Regions from separate parts of the Zea mays genome. Here region 1 is linked to region 2. Evidence: chromatin contacts called from public Hi-C data. All regions are on one chromosome and are shown on one strand. The core of a region is the stretch at or near the end of the contact, and the rest is flanking DNA. Distances in the headings are between cores, read along the strand shown.

Region 1 (2,978 bases), core at 137-2,636, 510 kb before region 2:
TCTAAGAAACATAGTACAAAACTAGCCTTCAACACTAGTCTTTCTATGGTTTTCAATGCTACGAGCAACTTCTCCAACTTGGGTCAAATGAGATAGCGAGGGTGGTGGCACATAGATGTCACTTCGTGTTAGACTTGTGTCAGGCTGAGCAATGCTTTTCTTTGACCTTGTATTTCTAGTAGTATGTTGCTCTGCATAAACTCTCTTAGTTCGAGGCTTGATTCCACCAGGAGCCATGTGAATAGTTCTTCTGTTAGTGTCCTTTGAGCCCTTCTAGAAATGGAGGCATGAATCAATCAATAAAGTAGATGGACATATTTGAATAGCAAGTAAACAAATGCATCCCTAATAAGAAAGAGGAACCATCACCTTATTATGATCATCATGGTCAAACAAATCCCCTTCAATAGAATCGTCATGTGAAGGATCATACTCAGATTCAGAATCTTCATTATCCCTGTTATTTGGCTTTTTGTTCCTAGAGATGGAATTTATGTTCCCACACATGCTGACTAAAGCAGGAATTCCAAGTTGTTGCAACCTCGAATTGTTCCTCATACATTGTCTAAGGCGCTCCTCTTCATAGGGATGCAATGGTGGATCTAAGATGAGAGAAAACAAGAACAACATAATGATAAGGACACATATATGATGCATTAGATAAACAGGATTTCTTCAGAATCTTTTAAATGACAAAATTTAAAAAGAAAACATTAGCCTAGATAAACAGACCCCCAAGTGTTTAGTCATGTCAAGAAGTTTATGTACACAAACGAACTTAACAAGTCTATTTATCTAGCCGGCAGTTGGGCTGACTTTGTATTTTAATCGACTTTTCTATTTTTCTATCATAACGGGAAATATATTGTCGTCACTGCTTCTTAAAACTTCCAATATCTACAACAAACCGTACTTTAGTGTCAATGATGATAACTGTATAGGTAGCAATGAAGTTTTCCATAATGGTGTGTTGCGTGTTGTGAAACCCAATTAAATACTCCGATCGATGGAGTTAAGAGTGAGAGATGAGTTGAGTGATATACCTACTACCCGATGTCATTGTGATTTGTTTGCTCCACCCTTCGTCGGCATCATGCCAAGTTGTTCAGGGCGCCGGACAGTAGTGGTCCTTCGAGCCAGCTAGGGTTTCGTAAGATGGCCGTGCTTGCAGAAGATGCACTCGACTCGACATGGCTCGATGGTGGGGGAGGGATCTTGTCTGATGATGGCTGCCGGAGAGGGAGTAGGAGGGAGAGATGTGGCTGATGGGTGGCGGCAGGAGAGGGATGGGGAATTTGGCTAGTGGGTGGCGGCGGGTGAGCTAGGAAGCTTGGGCGATGGGCACTTGGGCTGATATTTTGCGTGGGCGGATTTGCCGTCGTCCTGGCGGCGGAGGCAGAGAATTGGGGACGAATCCAATCTAGGCGGTTTTGTTAAGTGTGCAGAATAGAATGTAAAATTTTATATACAAAATGATATAACATATGACTGGTAGCAAAGTCGCATGAGTAGCCTAGTTGTAAGTCTGGCGGGTTCCTTGTAGGAGGTCTCAGGTTCGAATCCCTTGGTGACGATTCTCTTTTGCTGGATTCTTTTTTTTCCTGGTTTAATACCTTTGCAATTCATACCTGACACATGGGCCCAATCTGCAATGAGCTAATAAGGTGGCTGACTAATGGCATTTTTTTGCTTGGTTGTACCATGACGGTTTTTATTTTGTCATAGTGGCATCATGTACCATGGGATAAATTGTTACGTTTCATATCTAATGATCTGTGACGATTTTGAGTGAACGTCACCATACTTTGGGCTAGGAAATTTGGGCTTGTGGGTCTATGACGAAAAATATATGATTGTCACAAATGGTAGCATATTAGTGACGTTTTTTATAAACGTCAAGAGAAATCCGTCATAGATTACATGATTTGTTGTAGTGGTATGATCTTAAAGATATATAAATATGAATAAAATAGAGGGTTTATCCTTTATAGTTCGTTTTTCATTTACTGAATATAAATACTTTCATCCTGTCACAAATTGTCACCTACAAATAACCTTTGAAGAAAGGTTGTTTGAAGGTGAAATCAAACACTCATCATTACTTTCATCCAAGGACCATTATCTCTGAGGAAGATAATGCCCCAAGGATGAAGGCCCTTAATATTTAACATTGTGTTGCATTGTTTTTAATTCACAACAATTAAAAACAAGTGACCAACAACTCCCATTATCAAGATGAATACAATCAATTCTTAACCTGACATGAGTGCTAGAAAAATCACTCGGCTTCTACCAAGATCCTCTATTAGCATAGCAGCTACTCGACCGCATACTAGTTTTTATCTCATAATGATCCTGAGTTCATTATCTAGAGTTTTAAGCAACTCCTATACTTAATTGCACAATACAAGCCTACAAACATTAAGTGCAGTAAAATAGCATATATAACAGTTATGCATAATATCGGGCTTTCCTTCAAATTTTGCGGCTGTAGGGAGATCCTCTGTGGCATGTTCAGGAGCTGGCTCCTGGACTTCTTCCCGGGCAACTCCTTGCTCCGGGATGAGGACATACTCTCCGTTAGTGAGGTTGCAATCTAATGAATGCAATGTATAATATACATGTATACTATGATATGCAAAAATGATAATTATGATGCTAGGTTGAGTATCACTAAGTCACTCAGTAAGGTTAGGGTTTTCTTCTTATTAATTAAGTCCTTCAGCAGTGTGGACCTAGTGGTCTAGATTAAAGGTTGACCAAAGGAATAAAGGGTGGTTTGAGACTTAACTAACCTCCTAAGAATTTAGTGAAGGCTTAGTTAGGTTTTTGTTTAAGTTACCTAATGAACATTGGTTAGCCCTTAATTCTGCTTTTAAGGGTGATTTCAGCTACAACTGCTATTTAGAAAATTCCAATAATTATGTAAAACTTATAGTGGATTATCACTGGCCAAACTAGGTTGTCCTAAAAATTTG
Region 2 (3,096 bases), core at 171-2,670:
TAAAAGTCTTTCTATAATAACATAGTCATGTTAAATATTTATAAGACATATCAATATTTGTACGGAACCATATTTTTTCTTTTTTACATACGTATTTTTTTACTAAGCCTTAGTTACATTTTTTCTTTTTTGCATATTTATTTTAACTATACACTGTTTAATAAGCCTCAACCAATTTAAATCATGTACTAAGTCATACTTATTCTATGAAAACTAAAAAATTTGACCATAGCACAAATATGCAAGTATGCAGCACGTGGCCTACCACACAAACTTTTTTCACAATTAGATCACTAGAACTACCAAATATAAATAAACATTTAAAAGCATAGATATACCTCTATAACAAAAACTATAAACTAAACCACCATATATTATAATTATACTAAACCACCATATATTATAACTATACTATATAAATGTATCTTCATAATCTAGCTCAGAAGAGTTCAGAAGAACTATTTAAGATATGTATTATGTAATTTTTCATAAATCATGTAACTTTATGAATTATGTATACTATATAGATCGACATATTATAATTGCTTTATATGAGTTATGTAATTTTTTTAATTGCTGAAACACTGAAGCAAGAAAAAAAATGGATGTAGAAATAAAACAAATCCAACGCATAAGCTGCCATACAGTCTCTGCCAGAGCTAATTTCTTTCCATGTGTTAATTTGTTTCTTCAGTCACGAGTTTCGCATGAGTTTTGTAGAACGAACAGATCCTCCAACATCATCAAAGTAATCCAGCCTTGATTATTGTAGGAGTAGGTCACAACAACAAAAATATAACGAACACATGAAGAATAAACTTTTGTACCGTCATATTACTCGTAAAATTCGTCACGTGATGTTGGCAGAAAAAGAAAAAAAAAAGATTCTTTGGAGCATTCTCAACTTGCTACTAGAACCGTGTGAAAAAGTGTGAGTAGAGCAGAGCAGAGACGGGAGGCAAGAACCGACCTGGTCGAGGAGGAAGACGAGCCAGGAGCGCGACACGGTGGCAGGCCTCGGCACGGCAGTGTAGAACGCGGATACCAGCGAGTAGGCAGCGCAGAGGCCGTTGGCGTAGACGAGGTACTTGAAGCCTCCCAGGTCGGAGTAGGCGACGGCGCCGTACTCGTTGCTCTGCTGGTTACGGAGCATGACGGTCATGGCGGCCACGCAGAGCCCCAGCGGTGCCGCGCGAAGCAGCGTCTCCACGGGCCGCACCCGCGCCGCCGCGGCCTCCCCTGCTGCCAGCTGCTGCTGCTGCGCCGCGTCCGCCGCCCCGGCTCCTCCGAGTCCGCCCACTGCCGCCGCCTTCTCCTCCGCCATCTTGGACATCTTTGTATTGTCTTCTGCTTTTTCTCTCCAGGAAGAAGACGAGGTACTTGCAGACAGGGCAGACAGCCAAGTTCTCCCGGCTCTCTCTGGAGAACTAGCAGGAAGGCAGGGGTGATACAGTGCATTTATGGGGAGGGGTGAGGTGAGGTAGTTGGAGCGCAGTGGGAGACTTGAATGCGCGGAGTTAATGTCGCGCGCGGTAGCAGTGCCGTATGGGGGCGATGGATGGATTGATTCCGTTGATCCCTATGCAGCCCCGGCTATTGGTGGCACAGCGCCCGGCCACGCCGTGCGTGCGTCGCGTCTAGCCGTCGGCATTAATCCGCGGCCGCGTGTAGCGCATGCCCGCGACGTGCGCGGCTGTGATGTGTCGCGTGGTCGCCTCGGGACGCCTGGGCCTGCTGGGAAACGGCCATTCTGTGTAGTAACTTGTGCTCGTTGCATCTGTGTATTTCCAAATTTGCACCGTTCTCTACACACAAAAAACAAGCCGTTCTAGACATAATTAAGAATACCATGGAGTAACTAATTATGGTATAATTTCTCCTGTTTTCCCTAATAAACACATTTTCGAACTTCTACCATTCAACGCACGCTTCCAACCAGACTGGCTGTTGGATCTTTTATGGATTTGGCTTATTTATTGAATAAACTCTATGGTGTGTAATGGTGGAGAATACCAATAGTACCACATTGGAAGGCCAAGAGTCTTTTGCCTTGACTTATATGGTGGGATTTATTGCATTTAACTTGAGAAGTCAAGAAATGGACAAGGGCGTGCCACACGCGCGCGCGCGCCGCCGCCGCGGCCGGCCGGCCGGGCGTGGCAGGCAGGCGAGCGGGCGCGGGCGTGGTGTGGTTGTGTTAATTTTTAGCACTCACTAACCGCGTACGTCAACCGAGTGACTCTGTCTCTTCGTCTGCCGAGTGACCCTGTCTCTTCGCCAGCCAGCCGAGTGACCCTTCTCCTTCAGCTGCCGACTCATGGCGTGACTCGGCGAGAGCTGGCCGACTCATGGCATAACTCGGCTAGAGCTGGCCGACTCTTGGCGTGACTCGGCGACCTTTCTCCTAGAGCTGGCCGACTCTCGGCGTGACTCGGCGACCTTTCTCCTTCAGCTTCCCTCTGCGAGAGGTTAAATAGAGGAGCACCCCTGTCACTCGGTACACGCGAGAAACACTTTTAGAATCACAGTTCAGCCGCCGAGTGAGGGTATTTCCATCTCGTGGCTCTGCGCGCACAGAGAGGCGAGAGGGCAGGTGCCTCCGAAGCCAGTGCCGTTCGAGACCTTGCACGGGGGATCGACAATTAGGTTTTTGGGGAGCGTCTACGCGACTGTCCAAAACATCTTCAACATGACAAAGGAAGCTGGCCAAGGATCTGGATCATCAGAGCGCATAGGAGGGTATGATCAGTTTATTTACTTACTGTTTTGTGTTCTGGAGATTATATATGTTTCATATTTTCATCTATGCTGTTTCATATTTACGAATGATTTTATCTTATCTGTTCTGTCTTATTATAATATGATAGATCTGTCTGTTTTAATTTTACAGTCATGCTATTTATGTTTCTATTTGTTTACTTTCATTTGTTCAGTCAGTATACATGTTTATCGTATTTATATGATTTATATAATTCACATGCTCTATGTTCTCTTGATTCATACTGGTATGGATCAATTTGAGATCATAATTTCTATGGTTAATTATTTGTTATATGTCATCATCATAATGTTGATTTATGGAATTAAAATAATACG

What was found. Hi-C and Micro-C count contacts between places; a contact is called where the count stands out from the background.
Region 1: a Hi-C map of ear shows a contact between it and region 2, with 1.8 times the contacts expected there. The contact joins the promoter of LOC100381458 here to the promoter of LOC100192537 in region 2. A contact is called at or near these places in 2 of 25 Hi-C or Micro-C datasets (ear and leaf).

The regions. Positions count from the first base shown.
Region 1 is chr2:91,774,059-91,777,036 of Zm-B73-REFERENCE-NAM-5.0, reverse strand. It overlaps LOC100381458, which reads right to left and starts at 1,386. Exons shown (of 10, transcript NM_001174294.1): 1 at 1,044-1,386; 2 at 370-602; 3 at 27-273. The coding sequence starts at 558.
Region 2 is chr2:91,261,164-91,264,259 of Zm-B73-REFERENCE-NAM-5.0, reverse strand. LOC100192537 (UPF0497 membrane protein 7) reads right to left here and starts at 1,420. Exons shown (of 2, transcript NM_001137756.1): 1 at 971-1,420. The coding sequence starts at 1,333.